3 separate regions of the Zea mays genome follow, and all the other regions are linked to region 1. The links are chromatin contacts, called in public Hi-C maps. All regions are on one chromosome and are shown on one strand. Each heading gives the region's core, a stretch centred on a gene start, on an enhancer-like site or on the middle of the called end of the contact. The rest is flanking DNA. Distances are from core to core; before and after follow the strand shown. Region 1 holds the start of LOC103654573. Region 2 has its middle 36 kb from the start of LOC100192463. Region 3 holds the start of LOC100282710 (retinol dehydrogenase 12).

What was found. Hi-C and Micro-C count contacts between places; a contact is called where the count stands out from the background.
Region 2: a Hi-C map of ear shows a contact between it and region 1, with 2.0 times the contacts expected there. The contact joins the enhancer-like site here to the promoter of LOC103654573 in region 1. A contact is called at or near these places in 2 of 25 Hi-C or Micro-C datasets (ear and tassel).
Region 3: a contact with region 1 is called in a Hi-C map of leaf, with 3 times the contacts expected there. The contact joins the promoter of LOC100282710 here to the promoter of LOC103654573 in region 1. A contact is called at or near these places in 6 of 25 Hi-C or Micro-C datasets (ear, leaf and tassel).

What each region holds. Positions count from the first base shown.
Region 1 is chr4:213,609,403-213,612,113 of Zm-B73-REFERENCE-NAM-5.0, forward strand. It overlaps LOC103654573, which reads left to right and starts at 1,357. Exons shown (of 1, transcript XM_008681418.2): 1 at 1,357-2,270. The coding sequence starts at 1,531. The coding sequence ends at 2,049. It overlaps LOC100282521 (NFU3), which reads left to right. Exons shown (of 4, transcript NM_001155429.2): 1 at 1-185; 2 at 277-367; 3 at 1,037-1,347; 4 at 2,277-2,711. The coding sequence starts at 99. The coding sequence ends at 2,468.
Region 2 is chr4:213,833,237-213,835,947 of Zm-B73-REFERENCE-NAM-5.0, forward strand. No RefSeq gene overlaps it. Among protein-coding and RNA genes, the nearest start is that of LOC100192463, 36 kb to the left of the region's middle. Within about 2 kb of position 1,390, at least 18 of the 20 cell types and tissues checked have an H3K27ac peak or open chromatin away from gene starts, as enhancers often do. A contact at or near this core is called in ear and tassel, where this site is marked.
Region 3 is chr4:213,738,504-213,741,214 of Zm-B73-REFERENCE-NAM-5.0, forward strand. It overlaps LOC100282710 (retinol dehydrogenase 12), which reads left to right and starts at 1,348. Exons shown (of 8, transcript NM_001155617.2): 1 at 1,348-1,721. The coding sequence starts at 1,544.

The DNA of each region.
Region 1 (2,711 bases), core at 107-2,606:
AAGACGAGCTCCACGATTCCACCCACACCGAATCTTGACGGAACGATTCCACCAAGAACCGCGGGCAACAATTCACACCGCGCTTCTCTTCTCCAGCGATGCAGACGACGGCGGCGGCGGCTGTGGCATGGGCGCCTGGCCCATCGGCGTCCACCTCGTCATCGTCCTCGCCGTCCACCTTCAGGGTAAGGGTTCCGTTACCCCCTGTGGCTTTTCTCGAGGGGCCTTTTCTCGCCTGGCTCGGTCCGGCTGATTGGTTCTCGATTCGGTGCACAGGTGGGGGTTGCGTCGACGGCCGTGCGGGCTTGTTCCGCGCCCAGGCTTGTTGCGTCCTCCGCGCCCCTGGGCTGTCGACGGCTGCGACAAGGTCAGTTCTTTGTTAGCCCTGGTTCTTTTTCTCTCCATCTTTTGTTTAGGTATTTTATGGCTCGGTAGAAAACTCTTTCAAGCTTACCTTGCTTTATGGATTGGATTGGTGTTATATGGAGCTGCCTCAAGGATTGCTGGGGTATTTTGTAGAGGAAGAATTATCTTGCCGCATATTGTGGAACGTTGATGGTTTAATCCTGTAATCATACTGTGGCAACATCTGCTAAAAGGAAAGAAAAACTGTGTTATTACAAATCCCACGTTCAGGTGTTAGGATTGAAGACCAGCTATCTATTGCCACATAGTGATTGTTTGCTTAGGTTCATTTCTAAGGATAACATTCCAAGATGATGAATCTGCTAATATGTAGTTGCAAAATATCAATGGTGTGCAAACAAAAGCTAGAGTATGCCTTGCACCTATATATGATACCTTCTGTCTTGGGAGCGTAGTTTCCTATTGTTCGTGCTGTGTTATGATTATTATCTAAGCATATAAGAGTAGAAAGTTAACTGTTTTGGTACAATCTGGAGCATCTCCTGCAGTGATTGAGTTTAGGTATCAGGGCATTCCACAATTCATACTGTTTGCTTGTATTTTCTGTCTTAATTTATTAAGATGTAACTGTTTGAGTAACTGCAACTATAACTGTGTCCTGCTCTAGCAGTGGTTCAAGCTGTTGCCAATCCAGACCCTGCGATCGAGCTTCCATTGACTGCTGAAAATGTTGAGATGGTGTTGGATGAAGTAAGGCCGTATCTTATGGCAGACGGAGGCAATGTTGCGTTGCATGAGATTGATGGGAACGTGGTAAGGTTAAAGCTGCAAGGAGCATGTGGTTCATGCCCGGCTTCAGTAACAACGATGAAGATGGGTATTGAACGGCGCTTGATGGAGAAAATACCAGAGATTGTTGCAGTTGAGCCCATTGCTGATGAGGAAACTGGCCTTGAGTTGAACCAAGAGAACATTGAAAAGGTAAATGTTCTATTGTTGGCCAAATATTCTATTGGTAAAAGTCACTTGATTCTTATGGATTACTGAAGTAAACCAGGACTTATTTTGTTGGATTTTGATTAAATGGAATGAATTTTCCTTGAACAAAATCAAATTCTTCTGAAATATGTAGTATACTTTGTAAATAAAATTCCTAGTTTTCTGATGAGTTGTGCTTATTTATTTCTACAATGTCTTGACTGCATAATGATGTTATTATCAGTTATTTTTACATTTAAGATCCATCTCCTATGCCAGTTTGCTAGGCTTAAATTATTCATCTTTACCTATTATATATATTGTGGAGAGTTCTATTGCAATGGTAGAATGCTTTACTTCATTTATTTGGTTGGTAGGAGCAGGTCAGGACTTTTCAGTGTAGTTGCACTCATGCAGTGTTGTTTTTCTGGTTGTTTGTTTTTTGGAACCTCGGGTTCTTTAGTTGATTTCCATTGTATGAACGAACTTGTCTTTTATATCATAACAACTAGCTTCTGTGCCCCTGCCTTTGGACATATTTATGTTATGGCAAACAATTTAGATTTTGCATCCTTATCTTCAGTACGTGAAGTAACATCCTTTCAGCTATCACCTGTGCTACAGCGGTACACCGTGCACCCTTTTCGAGTGATACAGGAAGTGATGTTAATCATGCTATCATTAATAGGAAATTCTGTCTGCTGAGTGCTGATATGGTGACCATCAATGCCTAGTTTTTGTGATTTTCCAAGTTCACTTCGTATCTGTAAGATCAAAGCAATAAAGAAGATATGGTGACCAACAAGCAAATCTATCTTGCCCTTAACGCTTACTTTGAAAACTAGCCTCAAAGATTTATAATTTCTATTTTTCTCATGGATCAGTATTTTTTAAGAGCATTGAGAAACTGAACATGTTTTCTCCTGTATCAGGTACTTGACGAGATTAGGCCATACCTTGCTGGCACAGGAGGTGGCGAGCTCGAGTTTGTCACAATCGAGGAGCCTATTGTCAAGGTTAGGCTTACAGGCCCAGCTGCTGGTGTGATGACTGTCCGAGTAGCATTGACTCAGAAGCTCCGTGAAAAAATCCCTAAAATTGCAGCTGTCCAGCTTTTGCCATAAGATTAGAATCTTTTAGAAGCCAGGCACCAGTCACAGTTGATAATGTAAATGCACTACCGCAATAAATTTAAGGAGTTGTAATGTGTAGCCTGCTGAGCATTTAGCTCCTCTTCAGCGATATTATGATCATCGATACACAATGTTCAAGTAAAGGTGTTGGTTGGATTTGTAACCAGAGTTTTGGTTTTTGTCTGTATGACCTGTATTCTCGTTAATCACGATGGAAGAAACTAAATCAGGTCA
Region 2 (2,711 bases), core at 140-2,639, 220 kb after region 1:
ACGGTCAATAATTACACTTTTGCCGAATGCAAAAAAAAATACACACACAACTTCGATGGTACCAACTACGATAAATATAATGAATGAGGAAAAAACAATCAAGAAAAATAGAAAATTTTGTAAACTTTATTCTTGCTAAGTGTAGGTAACATACTAATCTGCAATGAAGATTAATGTCAGGAAAGAAATTGAAAAGGCTTAGAGCACAACATATAACGTGCAACCAAAACCGACTGCAAATTTGAAGTTACGTGATCATACATCATACACAATGATTGCGTCACGGGTGATACAGCTGTCCAGGTTACACATTTTGAGGCCGCGATCATCACCATTCCGAGGCCGTATGGGAGCAAAACAAACTACTCATATACGGAATACTACGGGCCAGGAAAAAAACGAATTAGGCCCCGTTCGGCCTAGGAAGGCTTCCAGGCCGGAAATTGTTCCAGGCAAGGAAATATGGACCACTCAATCCAGCCCAGTATTTGATTCGGATTATAAGGGACTAGGATTCCTATTTGGCGGAGGAATGAGAAACTTTGAACAAGACCGCTTTGGTTTTTAATTCGGGTTGTTCCGTTATTCCTATTATACATAGATTGATGTGATTTGAAAAAATTTAGAAAAACTTTAACTTGCTTGGGATTTAATACCACCCATTCCATATAGATTGAGAGCTAACCAAACAAGCTCTAAGGGAGAGGAGACATGGCCAGATTTCAAACTGGATGATTTTTTTTCACCAGAAAAGAGGCCTGGAACTAGAGGTGCGAATTCGGGTTACTCGAAAATTTTAGGTCTGATAATTCGTGTTTTTTACATTTTAGGTTTTAGAAATCGGTATCCGAAGTGTACAGAAATAAACGGGTACCTAAAATTTCAGGTACCTAAAAAATCAGGTGGTTCGGGTAATTCCAATTTATTCGATCACTACACTACAACGGGTGTCGTTAATTCAAGGGATAGGGGCACACTAGCTAGCTTAGCTGGCATAGAGAAGAAGTGGGTGGTCATCGTGGGGCGGCGTGAGCGGGGACCGGCGGCGGGCAAGCGCCTGCTAGAGCTGAGTTGTCGGCTGACCGTGTTCAAGGTGGACACCGTGTTGGGCAGCGTGTGGGCGAGCCCTAGCCTGCACCAAGCTGCAGACGCCATGACCCATGTACTACCAGTACCATTACGCCGACTTCCTATGGCCGGAGTGCGCGACAAAGGCGTTCCCGAGCTATATTTCAGGTTACAACATCAATAGCACAAATAATATATAATAATTTCGGGTTGTTCAAGTAAATCAGGTTCAGATAGATCTGGTACAAGTTCAGGTTTGGTAATGGATATCGGGTTTTCTACCCACTCCTAACGGGCAGAATAGACAGAAACAAATGAGGCCTTAAAGGAGCTAGGGTCCCGGAGATTCATTGGGCCCATAGACTAGTTCTTGTCGAGGCACATCACCCTGTTGTTGTATTTTTTTTATTTTTGTATTCTAAAATCAATGAAGTTTCAATTCTATATCTCGACTTCTATAAATTACGGCTTTCGACGGCCGTCTCATGGGAGAGAGAGGCAAGAACCATTTTGTAAATTATTTATTTTTGTTTCCAAAAGCATGTTAATGTCGCTTGGAAAGATAGCGCCAGACGATCTGTCGCTCAGTGTCCAAGCGGTAGAGAGCTAGCTACTTCATGGGCGAGTGGCAGAGAGACCGCCACTCGATGGGTGGCGGTAGGTCCCCCATTTATATAAACTCTCCCCTCTCTCATTTGTGTTATTTGGATCCTTCAGAATCTAGAGAAAATTTTGCGAGGGTTGTGGGGGTTAGGGAGCTCTGAAGCGACAAAGCTTTGCTCGATTTTTTGCTTGTCGTAATATTGATTATGTTAAAGTCTACCAATTTTTTTAGTTGATATTATTATAATTCAGATATATTTTTTTTCTAAATTAATTATTAATGTTTATTTAATTTCTTAGTTTGTCTTACTGATAGAATTAGTATGACATCGTATATTGTAGTATTTATTAGGTATTTGTAGTTGGATTCAATAATTCGTAAAATAGATCTTTTCTTTGTGTTTTTGTTTTATTGTTTAGGTCAAGGGGTAGCAGTATTTGAAGGAATGCAATTGTAATTGAACGACATGCGATAATATTAGATTTAACCAATTTCTATTTATGTTGTCACATGGTGTAAACGATTTCCTCCTTGCTACTTGAGCTTGACGTGAAGGTGTCGTCATTATTGGAGATCATAATCTTCTTCTTGGGCTCTCTTGAACTCTTTGTCTTTTGCGACTTCTTTGAGCCTGAGTGGACGGACTCTTCGTCCTTCTCCTTGTCATCCTCCGTCAGGACCGTCTTATTCTTCTCGGATTGTTCCCTTGACACCACTTCAGGTTGTTATACCCAAAATAAAGTGTCAGGCACTGATACTAATTGAAAGTCTCCTACAGGGGGTGAATAGGTGAAACCTAAAATTTTAACTCAAACAACAAAATATAATCCGAGAATTATAACTTTAAATGTTAGAACACGGGGGATTAGATAGGAGTAAGTATAATTTCAATACTTGTGATATGTTGCTAACAAATATAAGTGCGGGATGAACTTTAGTGACAATGTAGGATGTAAACGAAGATTAGTGCAAGTAGAACTTAGAGAGGAAAGGGCAAAGCAAATCAAAGAATAAAATCACAAAGAGACACAACGATTTG
Region 3 (2,711 bases), core at 98-2,597, 130 kb after region 1:
TTGGAAAGATGAGAATAATATATAACCAATCCAACTGGTCCCACCTTAAAGTTCATCTAGAGTCAATGACAATCATCGAAACAAGTCAGCGCTCATATTCTATTTTGGTGCTGCGACACCGTCTGTTGGGTCGTGGGCCGTGTATTGTGTTGGAGCCCATTAGGGGTACCTCCAGGGGTTGTGCATGCCCCTAACCTCTATTTTAACAGCAGCTGCTGCCACATCAGGGTTTGGATTTTGCTTAGATCATATCTGTCATCGAACATTATCACCTTCATAAGTTTGTGAGACCCCACTTCGTGATCAATGCAGTTTTGATTGTGTTCTTTCTGTTCTTGCTTGTGTTCTTGATTGCGCTTCTAGGGATAAGACTTCGTGGCGAGGTCACTCGTGTGTTGCGAGGGATAACTAATGTAGCAGTGGTGTAGTGATTGCGAGGATCCGTTCGCTCGGAGCCTTAGATCATTAACGTCTAGGCAGGGCGGCCGACCCTAGGCAAGCAGACCAGGGAGCCCCCGCACTTCATTGGCACAGACACGTTCCAGGAGACGTCCATCATCGAGGTCACCCGCTCCATCACCAACCACCTTCGCGATGTGCTGAAGGCCTTCTTCCTCGCCTCCAAGGTGTTTGATGAGATGTGTGTGCCACATCGATTGGGGTATAGGAAAAATATAGAGAAAACTGTTGTGGAGAGAGGTAATATAGTGGGAAAAATATTGCGGATGTGGCACGGAAGTATGAAATCGTTGAGACAGTCTTAGGGGTTGTAGTCAGTCTGATCATCTATCTGCATCCGATGATTCCATCCGCACACGTCCGCGCCGTAAGCAATGTAGGCCGGCACCAGCAACGTGCCAAAATGAAATGCAGACCGAGAGGGTGCCTGTTTGGCAACGATGTTTCTTAAAACTATGGTTTTACAATACTAGACTTTGCAATTATCATGACAATACCGTAGTTTTGACTGTTCCAAAAATACTATGGTTTTGGGAAACAATGTTTGGATACAATATTGTAAACCATGATACTAGACAAAAACTAGGTATGTCATGAAAACTTTAGGTTGGAGTAGAGTTTTCAATAGTCTAAAAATACTATAGTATATAGAATAACATTGATTTGAAAACATAATTTTCAGAAATACAACCAAACACCTCATATCATAAAATACTGTTGTATTAACTAAAACCATAGAAATTGTAAAAATACTTCACTCCCAAGAGACCCTCAGCGTCAACCTAACCCGGCGTGTGTGTGGTATGGGTTAGCATAGGCTTAACCGGTGGGGACAAGCCAGGCTCAGATGCGGCAGAACATCCGTCGAGGACAAGCCAGGCTCAGATGCGGCAGAACATCCGTCGACGTCGCCGACAGGCGACACGAGGCTCACGGCTCACGGCTCACCAGTCACCTCTAGGTCTTTTCCAAAAAAAAAAGAAGCCCCTCCTATCCATCCCTATCCCTACCCCTACGAGTATCCAAGTCCAACCAGCAAGAGGGGAGGCGCTGCACGCAGGTCACGCGGCGATGGACATATGCGATGTTTGAGCAGGCGGTGGCAGATTTCTGCTGGCATGCGAGGGAAGTAGTGTCGTCAGGGATGGGGCTCTGGGGTTGGCCGTGGGGGCGACGTGGGCCGTCGGGCTTCGGCTCCGCGTCCACCGCCGAGGAGGTCACCGCCGGCGTCGACGCAAGCAACATCACTGCCATCGTCACAGGTCGCCCGTCCATGGCTTAATTTTTTCTCCTCTTTTCTTTGACTGAAGCACACAACAGCCATGAATGGTTTCTCTCTGGCCTAACTTTCATTCCCCCAGTCGTCTTCAAGCCTGCAAAGAGTTGTAACACTATATTGATTTTATGACACAAGACTTCATAAAAACCGTTGGCTAGTTGTATCCGTTCCTGAATAGTGTCATAAAAACTGTTGACTTCATAAAAAAACACTAGACTTCAATAAAACTGTTGGCGGCCGTGAAGGGCGACGAAAGACTAGAAAACAGCATGTCAAGTAGAAATTAGGCCCTATTTGGGAGCTCCCAAATCGGTTCCTTTCAAGCAGTCTAAAGAAGAGCTCTTAACAAAGAGTACTGAGGAGCTGAAGCCAAAAAAAATGACTCTTAGCGGCTCCTCCCCTACTCTGTATCTTGCCCTTTTCTCGCATCAAGAGAAGCTAAAGCCAAATGATTTGTTAAAAAAATACTAACTCCTATAAAAAAATCTACTCTTGAAAATAAACCAAACCTGGAGTTATTTTTAGATTATCCGGAGCTGTGCCAAATAGGCCTTTAGTTTTCAGTTTTGGGGCCTTATTCTTAGATATATCTTCCTTTTAGGGCAGTAAAAAACTCACATAGTTTCGTCGTGAGAGCAAACCAACAGCCTCACAGTCTAGTTAATTTCAACTCATTCGTAGTACTAGCAGTTGACTAGTTGTATCCGTTCTTGAATAGTTCAGTGTTTTCCCTGAATATCATAATAGTTCAGTTTTATGACACATGCTTGATGAATATGTTTGTGCTGGAATTTACTTTCGTCAGTGCTCATTGATCGTCATTCGGAAGGACAAATTCTAATATATATGTCTACTTTGTTCTTCGGATTAGACTGTTTCCAGCAGATTGTGGATATTATCGTGCAAAACATTGTTTTGTATAGTAGACTATACCGTTCATACTTCATAGAGTCGAGGACTTGGGCTGAGGTAG